Linked DNA regions of Mus musculus: regions 2 and 3 are each linked to region 1. The links are chromatin contacts, called in public HiChIP or PLAC-seq maps. All regions are on one chromosome and are shown on one strand. The core of a region is the stretch at or near the end of the contact, and the rest is flanking DNA. Distances in the headings are between cores, read along the strand shown.

Region 1 (3,946 bases), core at 420-2,919:
ATTATTATTATCATCATCATCTATTATTCAAATGGGAGAAAGGTAAGGAAAGGACTATAAATAAAGACCTACCAGAGTAAAAAGAGAGATGAAGTCAGTGAAAACCTGAAGAAGTCTGACAGCTCCCAAATGTTGACAGTGTCCTTTCTCCCCATTAGGTGCTGCAGAGCTTCAAGATAATGGACTACAGCCTGTTGATGTCCATCCACAACATGGACCATGCACAGAGGGAGCCCACGAGCAATGACACACAGTACTCGGCTGACACGCGCAGACCAGCCCCACAGAAGGCGCTCTATTCCACAGCTATGGAATCCATCCAGGGCGAGGCTCGACGGGGCGGCACTGTGGAGACTGAGGACCAGTGAGTGGGCTTGGAAGCAGCAGCTGCTCACAGCACTGATGCTCATGGAGCCATTGACTTTAAAAGAATAGAAGAGGGAAAAAAAGTGTCCAAGTTTGTAGTGCACTGGGGAGAGCTCTCTAGGATGAAAAGATTGAGAGTGTTGTTTAGATCTAGAAGCTTAGGTGCGCACTATACATCTCATTCAGTTGTATTACGGCATATCACAGGCTTTCCTGCCAAAGGCCTCTCTCTCACTGTCTTGGGTTTGTCCAGTGGTTACAGTTACTAAAAGTTTCAGATGGTTTCATGTTTTAGATGTCTTACAACATGACTGCCAAGGAAAGTGTCTTAATGGGGACAAATTAAGATACCCAAGTAACAGCATGTTTGCTTTTATAGGGGGACTGCTCCAAAATTGCTGTGTAGTGGTGATTTTAGTCTTGATGGAGCTCTGTGGGAGAAGTACAGGAGGTTCTATGCATGCTCAGAGGGGCATAGTCTGGGGGATGAGGCAGCTGTTTAGTTCTTAGCTCCATGTCCAGATTCGGCTGACGTTAGAAGTCTCTCCCTGTAGTAAACACATTTTTCTAACTCTTTTCCTTTGCTTCTCCAGCATGGGTGGCATCCCTGCCCGGAATAACAAAGGAGAAAGGCTCCTGCTTTATATTGGCATCATTGATATTCTTCAGTCCTACAGGTGAGGGCATGTGGGTCACAGATTAGGACAGAGAGGACATGGCTAGCCACTCACGGCTTTTCCTTTTATTGATTTATTTATTTTTTTCATTTTGGGAATATGTTTTGCATTTTGCCTATATATATATATATATATATATATATATATATATATATATATATATATATATGTGTGTGTGTGTGTATGTATGTATGTATATATATATATATATGTACCACTCTAATGTCTGGTGCTTGTGGCGTGTAGAGAAAGGTGTTGAATCCCCTAGGACTGGAGTAAAGGTGGCTGTGAGCTACCTGTGGGTGCTGGGAACTGACCTAGATCCTCTCTCTTCAAGAGCAGCAAGTGCTCTTAACTGCTGAGCCACCTCTCCAGTCCTGGTACTCACTCTGTAGACCAGGCTGGCCTTGAACTCAGAAATCGCCTGCCTCTGCCTCCCAAGTGCTGGGATCAAAGGCATGCGCCACCACACCCAGCTCCCCACGTACTTCTTTATAAAGTTCCTCATGATGCAAGAACCCTGAGTCACGGTCTGGTGACCCATGGATTTTAGGTGGGTTTATTCCTCTTCGGCATGACGTGTCCTCTGTGGAATGCTTGGTCTGTCCTCAGGAGCACAGGGTGGAGCACTCCCTCTGCCTTGACTTTCGGGAGAAACCTTTGGGCTGAGTCATGCTCCACATAAGGAGATAGCTAGAGGCACATTCTCGTTTCCACAGGAAAATGAGATCTGTGTTATGTGAAAACCGCCTGTGGAAGATAGCGGCTGTGACGTGCTGGGAGGAGGAGCTGGAAATGCTAGGCTCTGTTCTATTCCGAACACATTTTCAGTACTGACGCAGACCGAATCTTTAATATTTAATTTACTGATTATTATCTAACTAAAACTTTTTTTTACATTTATTTGCTTATTGTATATGTTTGTGAACATTTATACTATAGCCAGCACGTGGAGGTCAGAGGACAGCTGTGGGGATTGGTTCAGGTCATCAGACTTGGTGGCAAGCGCCTTTACCCACTGAGCCATCTCACCAGACCTCTTACGCAAGTGTGGCTATACTTTCCCAGCTTTTTCCGCCTGTTCCTCCAGCTGCCTTTTCTCTCTTGGTTTGTGGTTTGTCCTGGTTTTGTTTTTGTTTTTTAGACAAGGTCTCCCATTGTAGCTCTGGCAGAGCTGGAGCTCATGGTGTGCTTGGTGACAGGCGTGTGTCCCTGTGCTTACTCAGCCTTCTCTAGCAGTTGAACCCAGGGCCTCAGACATTTGCTAGTTTTCCCTGACTCGTCAGGGAATTAGAAGCTGCCCTTCCCCCTGGCAGAATCATTGACTTAGCTAGAAGCAGCATTGGTCTCTGTGGACTAAGTACTACCTTGCCAGTTCTCTTGAAAGCCTATATATACAGTGGATGTGTTTATCTGTTGAAGGTTTTCTGTTATCATGGTCTTTTTAAGGTCTCTAAAATAAATAATTATTATAGTCTTTCACATAAAAAACCAGTGTGTGATACACATTTTTCTTGGCAGGTTTGTTAAGAAGTTGGAGCACTCTTGGAAAGCACTGGTCCATGATGGGGTGAGTGTAATGTCAGCTGAAGGCCTTCTTCCCACTTCTCCATTTTTTGCCATTTGTCCCCTCAGCAGTTTCTTCCTTTTTTTTTTTTTTTTTTTTTCATTTATGGGTTTTACCCCTCTGGTAGGGTTTCAATCTAAGAGAACAAGCTTTTTAACAACACAGCCTTCTGCTGGGCCTCTTTTTCTCTGTAGTTGTGTCTCCTATTCAAAAGACATGGCCTCTTTCCTGCTGGGCCTCTATTTAACCCTGTAGCCGTATCTTTGCTGGGCCTCTGTTAAGCCTGTAGCTATGTCTCCTCTTCAACAGGATACGGTGTCAGTGCATCGTCCAGGCTTCTATGCTGAGCGGTTCCAGCGTTTCATGTGCAACACAGTGTTCAAGAAGATTCCCTGTAAGTGGCTTCTACCAGATGATCCCCCAGTGGCTCCCTTCCCCCAAGACATGGGGGGCAAGACACCTCTGTCAGGGAGCTGCCAAGGCCAGAGGCCTCTCCTGCTCTGCCTACATCCTGTGAGCGCTGCTTCTCGTCCTTGTGTCAGTCACTGTCTGTCCCAGTGTTTCCGCGTTGCTGCTCCCCCCTGGCTCTCCCTACATGTATCGTCGAGGTGAGGGCTATTTCTGGGAAATTGGTGGGACTGGAAAAAATGGTGTAGTTGTGGATGTAGACTATGTGTGACGCAGGATCAGATGCCTAGAAGTAGACTTTTATGTAGGAAGGACTGGCAAGGATGTTAGCCATAATTTTCTTCCACGTCCAGGTGTCAGGCGTTTTCAGATTAGTCCAAGTGGTTGAAGCCTCGCTGATGACTGTTGAAGGAGTTTTTTAGTCATTCCTGCAACTTTCTCGATCCAGAAGTGCCGCAGTGTTCCGTTTTCAGACTTCCTGTTAGTGACACTGGCAGATTCCAGGCGCTGCTCCTGTGCTCTCACCATAGGCAGGAGTTGTTCCGTAGTGATGTGAAGAAGACCTAGACATTGCAGACAGGCTACAAGGTGCAGAAAGCTGTCTTCAAAGTGAAGCAGCAGTGGACATTTCAGTGCTGCATGCTAGGAAGGGGTAGACATGGTCGCCATAGGGTTGACTGGGTGATGCTGATGAAGAACAAGAGCATTCCATCAGTGAGAGCCGAGCAGAGAGCACTGTGTGTGTGTCACTTTCATCTTTGCAAAGTGAGGTGACTCGACCCTCTTCTCTGGGTAGTACTTTGTAAGCCTTCTTTCTACACTAACCCTTTTTCTACCTTTGCTCCAGAACAACTTTGGGTACGTGTTGGTGTCTGTCTTGGTGACGGTTTCTGAGGCAGGTGCTAAGTAGGCTCTCTCTCTCCCTTTT
Region 2 (3,946 bases), core at 1,073-3,572, 220 kb before region 1:
CCCCTTCCTCAGGCTGGAGGAGTCCAGGGTTAGGATATATGCTTAGCACGTACAAGGCCCCAGATCTGACAACCAGCAGCACCCCCCCACACACACACACACACAAGTTGAAGCCAGGCTTGGCAATGCATGTCTGTAGTCCTGGTACTTGGACCCTGGAGGCAGAAGGATCAGAGGTTCAAAAATCATCCTCAGCTCCAAAGCCAGCCGGAGCTAAGAGCCCCTGCTGCACCCCAGTCCTCACAATTGAGCTACAAACCCTTCCTTAAAGCCTGGCTATATTTATTCAGTCATCCAACAGAGCAAGAGTGCACATCTGTAATCTGGGCTCTCAGGAGGTTGGCACAGGAAGGTCAGGAGTTTGAGACTAGCCTGAGCTATGTAGTGATTTCACGGCCATCCTGAACTACATGAAACCTTATATCAAAAAGGAAAAAAAAAAAAAGGTTTCTTTTTTTTCTCTCTCTCTCTGTATTACACAAAACTACAACAATAATAAGCCTACTCCACTGTCCCTCCCTCCATAAGAGATCTACAAGGAAAGGGGCTATCACCATTACCTTCTGTCACGAGGTTGGAGTCACTAGAGTGTTTACAGGTGATGATCTTCTCTACCAGCTGGTTGTAACTCAGTTTCCCAACAGCACTCACAGCCTCGGGACTCTGGGGAGTAGAATGGGGTACAGCAAATATAAACTTTTTTTTAAAAGGAAGGAAATGAACCAAACCCACTGGACTGTGGCTCTCATGATCAAAGGTTTCTGAACTTTTTGAACTTTTGATGTCCAAAGACCCGATCTTGATCTTATTTGTGTGTGCTTCCCCCCCCCCCCTGGGATGTGACTCCGCCCAACATTAGAATCCAAGGAATCCTGGGTCATCTCAATCTCCAAATCCTACCCCTCCTCCAGCCTCCCCTTCCCAGATGCCCCAGCCTGCCCCAAACCCTTTTTGCTTTATTCATGCCAGCTTGGCCAAGATTCACCAGGGCCTGCTGTCCTCACCTGTGGATCCACCAGCCAGCCATGGTATAGAGGTATTCCCAGCAAGTCAAAGATGCTGCATTCCGGCGTATACTCAAAGTCGGAGACGCCCGTGAATCGCACATTGACGTCCAGACCTGTGGCCAGTTTCGGGAGCACCGTCATTGCATCGTCCACATTCTGGTGGGAGAAAAGACAAGATGGCTGGTCTAGCCTTCCCTCCCTGCCACCCACCATCCCATGTTTCATGTCTGGCTTTCTTACAAACCGTTTGTTTCATCCACCTCTTACCTCAAACCCCCTTTTGTGAGACAGAGCCCTGGCTGTATTGAAACTCACTCTGTAGACCAGGCTGGCCTTGAACTCACAGACATCTACCTCTCTCTGCTTCCCAAGTGCTGTAATTAAAGGCACACATCACTATACATCACTATGCTGGGCTGCCTTAATCCTCTTTATCAAATAAAAAAATGAATGTCTTTTTTTTTTTTTTTTCATGACAGAGAGATGTTGTTCTTCACTAAGAAGGTACCAAGATGAGAAATTAACCACAATAACTTCTCAATGGGTCTAGGGTCCCCTTGCAAGCCCACAGACCCCATGTCTACTGCCCTTCACACAGAAAGGGTTTTCAGTAGGTCCAGGGTCCCCTTGGACGGCTGCAGACCTCATCAACTGCCCTTCAGCCACAAGGACTTCTCAGTAGGTCCTGGGTCCCCTTGCAAGGCTGCAGAACTCATCCACTGCCCTCTTGCCTCACCTGCTGAAAGTTAAGTTGAAGGCCCTCAGACTTCTCTTGGGGTTTGATGGACAGAAGGCAGTTTCCTGTAAGACAGGAAACTCATCAGCCTACCCTAGCCTGCCAATCGTCCCCAAAACTCAGCTGCCCCCTCTTCTGGAGAAGGACCATGGATTTTCAAACTCCAATCCAGAATTTTAATTTCTCAGAGGAATAAATAGGCTTATAGAGGTGAAAGACCCACCCAATTCAATGCTACAGTGCTTCCTAGGATGGTCAAGTCCTACATTTGATCCCAGCACCAGTGATTGTGGTGGGCGGGGTAGTGACTCCAGGCAGAACTGGCTGGTGCTTTAACTGAAAAATTCTCAACCTTTGATCTTTGCTTTTTATACTTCAGCTTTACAGAAAAGACTCGGACTCGTCCTTAACCTCAATCCCACATCAGAGCTCCACCTGAGGGTTCCCCCTTACTACATCACTCACCAAGGTGTGTCAGGAGCTCATCTGATGTGATCACTTCCTTCTGAGGGGGCAGCTTCACCTGAAGAGGGAAGGGTGGTCACATGTGAGCTTTTACTACCAGCAGTGAAGAAGGAACACAAAGCAAGAGGCCGGGTCCAAGCTAGGCGTGGCGGCTCACCACTGTAATCCCAATACTGAGGAAGCTGAGGCAGGAGGAGTGAGGCCAACCTGGCCTACAGTGTAAGACCTTGTCTCAAAACCTCAAAAAAGCACGAGTGTGGTGGCGCACATCTTTAATCCCAGCACTAGGGAGGCCGAGGCAGGTGGATCTCTATAGGAGTGTGAGACCAGCTTGGTCTATGTAGTGAGTTTAAGCCAGTTCAGGCTACAAAGGGAGACAAAACAAAAACAAAAAGTAAATAAACAAAGGAAACAAGAAAGATAGAGACAGAAAGAGAGAGCCCATGCTGAGAGATGTTTGATCACACCATGAACCCCAGAAGAAGAGAGAGCTATTGCTGTGGGATATTGATTACACTGTGATCCTAGAGAGCGTGGATACTGGGAAAACCTGTTTCCAGCTGTGGTGAGGTTCAACCTTAGCCTGCATTTTAAATCAAGAGCATTCTGTTTGAATATTGTAAACAGAATTAAACAAAGTCAACCATAGGTCAAGAGGAGGGGCAAGCAACCAGGTGGCAGGAAATGGATTATTTCCTGGAAAGTAAGAGGGAGTCAGGAGAGCCAAGAGAGAGATGCACAGGAAGTACAAGGGAGGGACATTCAGCTTGACGGGCAGTGGGAGAGAGGGGCGCTGCTGCTGGGACATCCATCAGCTGAGGAGGAAGGTCAATGTTGCTTTCTCCACCCCAGCATCCGGTACCTGAGTCTTCATTGGTAAAACCCAATGATTGAGATTTTGTTAAAACAACAATCCGACGGTGGAACAGAATGGGGAAAAGGAGCTTAAAGCTGGGGCGAGGGAAGAAACGGGGCATGCTGCCAGGCATTCCCAGAGTGAGAGAGCAGGGGACACGGGTGCACCTAAGAGTGATCTGGAAATTTAAAACTGGCTTGAGAGAAATCCGGATGGTGGAGAGGGTCACAGGGAGCACTTCCTTACCTCACGCCTTCTATGAGGCGCCTCCTACTGTTAGAGACATAGGTGAAAACATTCTGTGTGACTTAGAATAATGTAATTCTCGCAAGATACAGATCTAGTCACAAGACAGGCTCTGACATACTAACGAACCAGCCCCACAACAACATTGACTTCTCAGTGAATACAACAAAACTAATGTCCACTGGAATAAGATTAATAAAAAAAATCAGACACATTATCCTACTCCAGGGACATGGCATCCCCAGGCTCTGTGTTGATACCGTTAGACAAGCCTCTGTGTGACTCTGGCTTCAGTGATCCTCAAGTTTCCAGCACCATATGTCCACCTGTCAGCACTAGCTGCTGGCCTGCTGGCCAATGCACTCAAGGACATGCTGGGATCTCTCACAGTGCCACCCTCCTGGCCTGGCACAGAACTGTGTCATGTCTGACATGGGTTGAGCTCGAATAAAAATCCCAAAGTGTGGGCTGGCAAGATGGCTCAGTGGTTAAGAGCACCGACCGCTCTTCCAAAGGTCCTGAGTTCAAATCCCAGCAACCACATGGTGGCTCAAAACCATCCATAATGAAATCTGATGCCCTCTTCTGGAGTGTCTGAAGACAGCTACAGTGTACTTACATATAATAAATAAATAA
Region 3 (3,946 bases), core at 914-3,413, 150 kb before region 1:
TTGTTCTCTTCCCTCTATTGTGCTGGTGGTGCTGATGAATCTGCCAATTGAATTGTAGGTTTGTATGTATGTACGTACTTATTTATCTATCTATATTTATTTATTTATTTATTTATCTGCCTACTCCGTTTCTCTCAAAAGCCCTCTAGGCACAAAGTCAAGGGTTTAATCAATGGAGTACTAGATCATAGGATTTCCTCCCGTCAGCCCGGAGAATATTAACTAATCCCAGAAAAGAATCACCCTTATTTGAGGCACCACAGAGAGGTACAGTTGTGCAAAATGGGAGACCAATTATTTTGTTTGTTTGTTACATTTTAATCAACTTCAAAGATTACTTGAGCCTCCCTAATGTCCTCTACCAGGCCAGTAAGCAAATACTGCTTCAAGAAGTAATGAGAACCTGGAAGTTTTGAGACACTTTCTACAAAACAGGATTTCTAAAAGGCTAAGATAAGAAATGCTGCTGCTGCTTACAATGCATTCTCTTCCCCAGAAACACGCAGGCAGTTAAAGGTGGGAAACAAAGGAGTGGGATGAGGAAAAACATCGCACCGTTTCAGAGGTAGCTCCTTTAATATCCAGCTCTGCTTCCAGCTGTGGGTAGAAATGCTCAGAAAATCAGATTTGAGTCTTCACAGGGAAACTTCACTATGAGGATAATTCCTAAAAGACAAAAGATGTATCTGATCTAAAGAAACACCAGAGTATTATTAGGGGAATTTATATAAAATTGTGATTTTGTCATGGAACAGGCAGATGTTTTGGTCCTAAGTATTTTAGCTTTGCCTTTCTGTAGTTGCAGTATGTGATAGGAATCAGTGATTCCTGACACAGTTCTTTGGCCGCCATAAGACCGTGAAGTAAGCAGTTATGTTCAGACCCTACCCGTCCCCATTCCTTCCAAAGCTATTGCAGATGAATTGCGGAGCTGTTTATTCATTTATGGAATAAAGACGTTAAATCCTAAGTCTGGGGCTTAGTTTTTTCCATTCCAATGAAGTACTACAGATTTTACTCACACTTCCGAATCCAGCTTTCCCTTTTATCTTTTTTTCTTTCTTTTTTTTTTTAAGTGAAGCTTTTCTTTTTATTTTAAAAAGATTTACTATACTATATATGAGTACACTGTTGCACTCTTCAGACACACCAGAAGAGGGCATTGGGTCCCATTACAAGTGAGCCAACATGTGGTTGGTGGGGATTGAACTCAGGACCTCTGGAAGAGCAGTCAGTGCTCTTAACCACTGAGTCATCTCTCCAGCGCTTCCTTCTGTCTGTCTAATATTTGACTTTGAAGAACAATTTAGGATTTGGACATAGCTCAATGGTAGAAGGGCTTGCCAAGCATCTACAAGGCCCTGCTAGGGTTCCCCTGTAAGCAGCCAGTGCTCAGAGATTAGCCACGCCCCCCAGCCCATTATTAACTTTTAAATTTGTGTGGTTTTCTTCGGAGGCGGGCCTTGAACTCAGAGAAATCCACCTGACTCTGCTGGACTCTGCTAGGGTGGGCCTAGCACTTTGGTATTAAATTAGGAGACCTGTGCCTCCTGCTGTGATCAAAGGCGTGTTTGTTATTATTACTGATTTTAATTTTTAGTGTGCATTGGTGTTTTGCCTAAATGTATGCTTGCTTGTGTGAGGGTGTCAGATCTTGGAGTTAAAGGCAGTTGTAAGCTGCAATGTGGGTGCTGGGAATTGAACTGGGGTCTCCTAAGGCATTGCTCCAGCGTCCTGTTATTGATTTTTGAAAGGTTTTCTCCGAGCTTTCTCTCGGTCCTTATATCAGTTAAAATGGTGAACAGAAACCAAGATAGACTGGTAAATGAAAGACATGCAATTTCATGTCCCATCCTATTCTAGTCTTCCCCCCAAAAGTTCAGGGGTTCTTTCCTGACCTATATTCAGGACACTGGGAAAGTGTCCGGTCAGACAGGAGTGCATAACCAGAAGGTCCCGAATAGCGGAAGCAAGATTCTCCCCCAACCCTCAAGTTAGCCCGGCGTTGAACCAGCAGGAAGGTAGAGTGCGGACGCCAACACGCACCAGTAACCAGTTCCTCCGAGCGCTGCACTGGTTGGCGCCAAAACTACCATCTGCGTCCGTCCCCTGCCGGAACTATCCCTCACGTAAGCCACGTAATCGGTGATCCTGCGCCTCGCTAAGTAGTCCCGCTCAGGATGCCCGCGGTATACGTTTTTCCAGCTCACGAGGTCCTCAGTAGGAAGGAGTCGGACTCAGAGGTGCGTTGAGGTCCTGAGAGAAGGGCAAAGTGGCTCCGCTAACCCATTTCCTTCAGATTCCTCCGCCAGGACGTATAGTCACAGCGCCTTCACTTCCGGGTCCGCCATTTTATTGCCTCCATTTCTCCGTGAGGGGGGGTAAGGGCCCCCCCAAATATGCATATGTGAAAAGGCCGAAAAGTGAGGCCGCTGGCAAGGAGTCTTAACTAGAGAAAGAAACGGGACCAAACTGGCGGGCCCAGTGAGAGCGAAGCCGGCAGCGCTCCGGAATAGGTGAGGGGGAAAGGACACGCAGGGTTCCGGAGCTTCCGAACTGCGATGCAAGGGGCAGTGATAAGTGGCCGGCCCAGCCCGGCCAGGACCTGTGGGCGCCGGCCTGCACACTGCCGGAGCGGGGGTGGCGGCGGGGGGGAGAGGGACCAAGAGGAAGGGGATGCTGTCGGGAGGAAGGGGAGGGGACTGGGAGGTGAAGGGGGTGGGTGGAAGACCTGGGGCTGGGGAGCTGGACTCCGGGAAGCCAAGGCCACATGGGGTGACCACGAGGGGGCGGTGTGGCGCAGGAGTCCGGGCTGCCACTACAGACTGGGGCTCCCACTTGCAAGTTGGCGCCCCTGAGTTTGGCAGAGTGCTGATGTCAAAAACTGAGGGATATGTGACTAGGGAGGAAGTGGGAACTGGACTTTTCAAGGTCCAGTAATAACGTGAAACTTTAGTAAGTTCATAATGTGAACAAGAGCAGTCATGGACTTATATCCAGTTCTCAACACAGATGCTTGTACAGCTGGCCTCCCAGTGGGAATGTGTGGGGGGTGAGGGGGGGGAGAAAAAGAAAAAAAAGTACAGACCGAGAATTCTTCAATTGCTTTCTTTCTTAGCGTGCACCTCTTGTCACAGATTTCCTCCAGGAATTCTGCTGTCTCCCTCTTCCTATAAAGGATTTTCTCTAGTTTCCAATCCAATATTTGGGTCTTACTATGTAGTTTGGATTGGCTGCCTCACAGCGATTCTCTAACCTTAGCCCCTGGAGTGTTGGAATTACTGAGGTGAGCCATGTTTTTTGTACATGCTTTGCAAAGAACAAACCACCACACCCAAATGATAAACAAAAGTTATTATTCTTTGGTAATGGGCTGCTTTGTCAAGTGCTCAGGCACTCCATGGTTATTAAAATATTTATTGAAAGTTCTGAACACTAAGTACTCAGTGCTTGAGAAGAGGAGAGAGAAAGATCCAGGTGTTCAAGGCCAGCCTGTGCTACTTGACCCAGAAAGGTCTCCTGGTCTTGTTTTGTATTTTATTGGCTTCCTATTCCTAGGAGGCAGGGTTGGGAGTATAGCTCAGAGGCAAGTGTGAATGTAGCATGCCTGTGGCCCTGGATTCAACTCCTAGCACAGAGGGACTAGGAAGAGAATTTAGAAAAATCTTAGGATACACACTAGACAAACGCTCATGTGAAGTTTATGTGGATGCATATCCAGTAAGGGAGAACAGTTCCCCTCTGTAGCATTCAGAACCATGGGGTTGTATAGGTTGGGCAGGTGGAACTTAGCATATAAAGCCAGCGAGACTGACAGTCTTGAGTTTGATCCACAGAGTTGAAGGAGAGAACCAACTCCTGCGAGTTGTCCTGTGGCTTCCACATGCTATGGTGAGTGAATACACACAGAAACACACACAAGCTAATTAGTTAATTTCAATTGCCT

Evidence for each region. HiChIP or PLAC-seq counts read pairs in DNA pulled down with a chosen protein or histone mark.
Region 2: an H3K27ac HiChIP or PLAC-seq map of embryonic stem cells shows a contact between it and region 1, with 5 read pairs. The contact joins two enhancer-like sites. A contact is called at or near these places in 1 of 39 promoter capture datasets (pre-B cells), 5 of 484 Hi-C or Micro-C datasets (the G1E-ER4 cell line, LSK cells, Th1 cells and 2 more), 7 of 115 datasets of contacts at active chromatin or transcription factors (the SCID.adh cell line, bone marrow-derived macrophages, embryonic stem cells and 4 more) and 2 of 9 other capture datasets (adipose tissue and liver).
Region 3: a contact with region 1 is called in a FOXA1 HiChIP or PLAC-seq map of pancreatic cancer cells. The contact joins the promoter of Gabpb2 here to the enhancer-like site in region 1. A contact is called at or near these places in 9 of 39 promoter capture datasets (the 3T3-L1 cell line, the C10 cell line, the HPC-7 cell line and 4 more), 1 of 15 datasets of contacts at CTCF or cohesin (embryonic stem cells), 14 of 484 Hi-C or Micro-C datasets (CD4 T cells, the G1E-ER4 cell line, Th1 cells and 8 more), 13 of 115 datasets of contacts at active chromatin or transcription factors (the 230-238 cell line, acute myeloid leukemia, cardiomyocytes and 7 more) and 2 of 9 other capture datasets (adipose tissue and liver).

What each region holds. Positions count from the first base shown.
Region 1 is chr3:95,064,479-95,068,424 of GRCm38.p6, reverse strand. Pip5k1a (phosphatidylinositol-4-phosphate 5-kinase, type 1 alpha) reads left to right here. Exons shown (of 15, transcript NM_008847.3): 8 at 159-364; 9 at 960-1,043; 10 at 2,565-2,613; 11 at 2,920-3,004. Among named protein-coding and RNA genes, the nearest start is that of Psmd4, 24 kb to the right of the region's middle. Within about 2 kb of position 1,669, at least 93 of the 459 cell types and tissues checked have an H3K27ac peak or open chromatin away from gene starts, as enhancers often do. A contact at or near this core is called in acute myeloid leukemia, adipose tissue, bone marrow-derived macrophages and 5 more, where this site is marked.
Region 2 is chr3:95,289,342-95,293,287 of GRCm38.p6, reverse strand. Mindy1 (MINDY lysine 48 deubiquitinase 1) reads right to left here. Exons shown (of 10, transcript NM_199475.1): 3 at 2,209-2,266; 4 at 1,744-1,808; 5 at 1,005-1,163; 6 at 561-663. Among named protein-coding and RNA genes, the nearest start is that of Mindy1, 8.4 kb to the right of the region's middle. Within about 2 kb of position 2,322, at least 13 of the 459 cell types and tissues checked have an H3K27ac peak or open chromatin away from gene starts, as enhancers often do. A contact at or near this core is called in embryonic stem cells, where this site is marked.
Region 3 is chr3:95,216,159-95,220,104 of GRCm38.p6, reverse strand. Gabpb2 (GA repeat binding protein, beta 2) reads left to right here and starts at 2,163. Exons shown (of 10, transcript NM_029885.1): 1 at 2,163-2,516; 2 at 3,837-3,891. It overlaps Mllt11 (myeloid/lymphoid or mixed-lineage leukemia; translocated to, 11), which reads left to right. Exons shown (of 2, transcript NM_019914.4): 2 at 1-1,561. Gm16740 (predicted gene, 16740) reads right to left here and starts at 2,648. Exons shown (of 4, transcript NR_108026.1): 1 at 2,047-2,648; 2 at 556-666.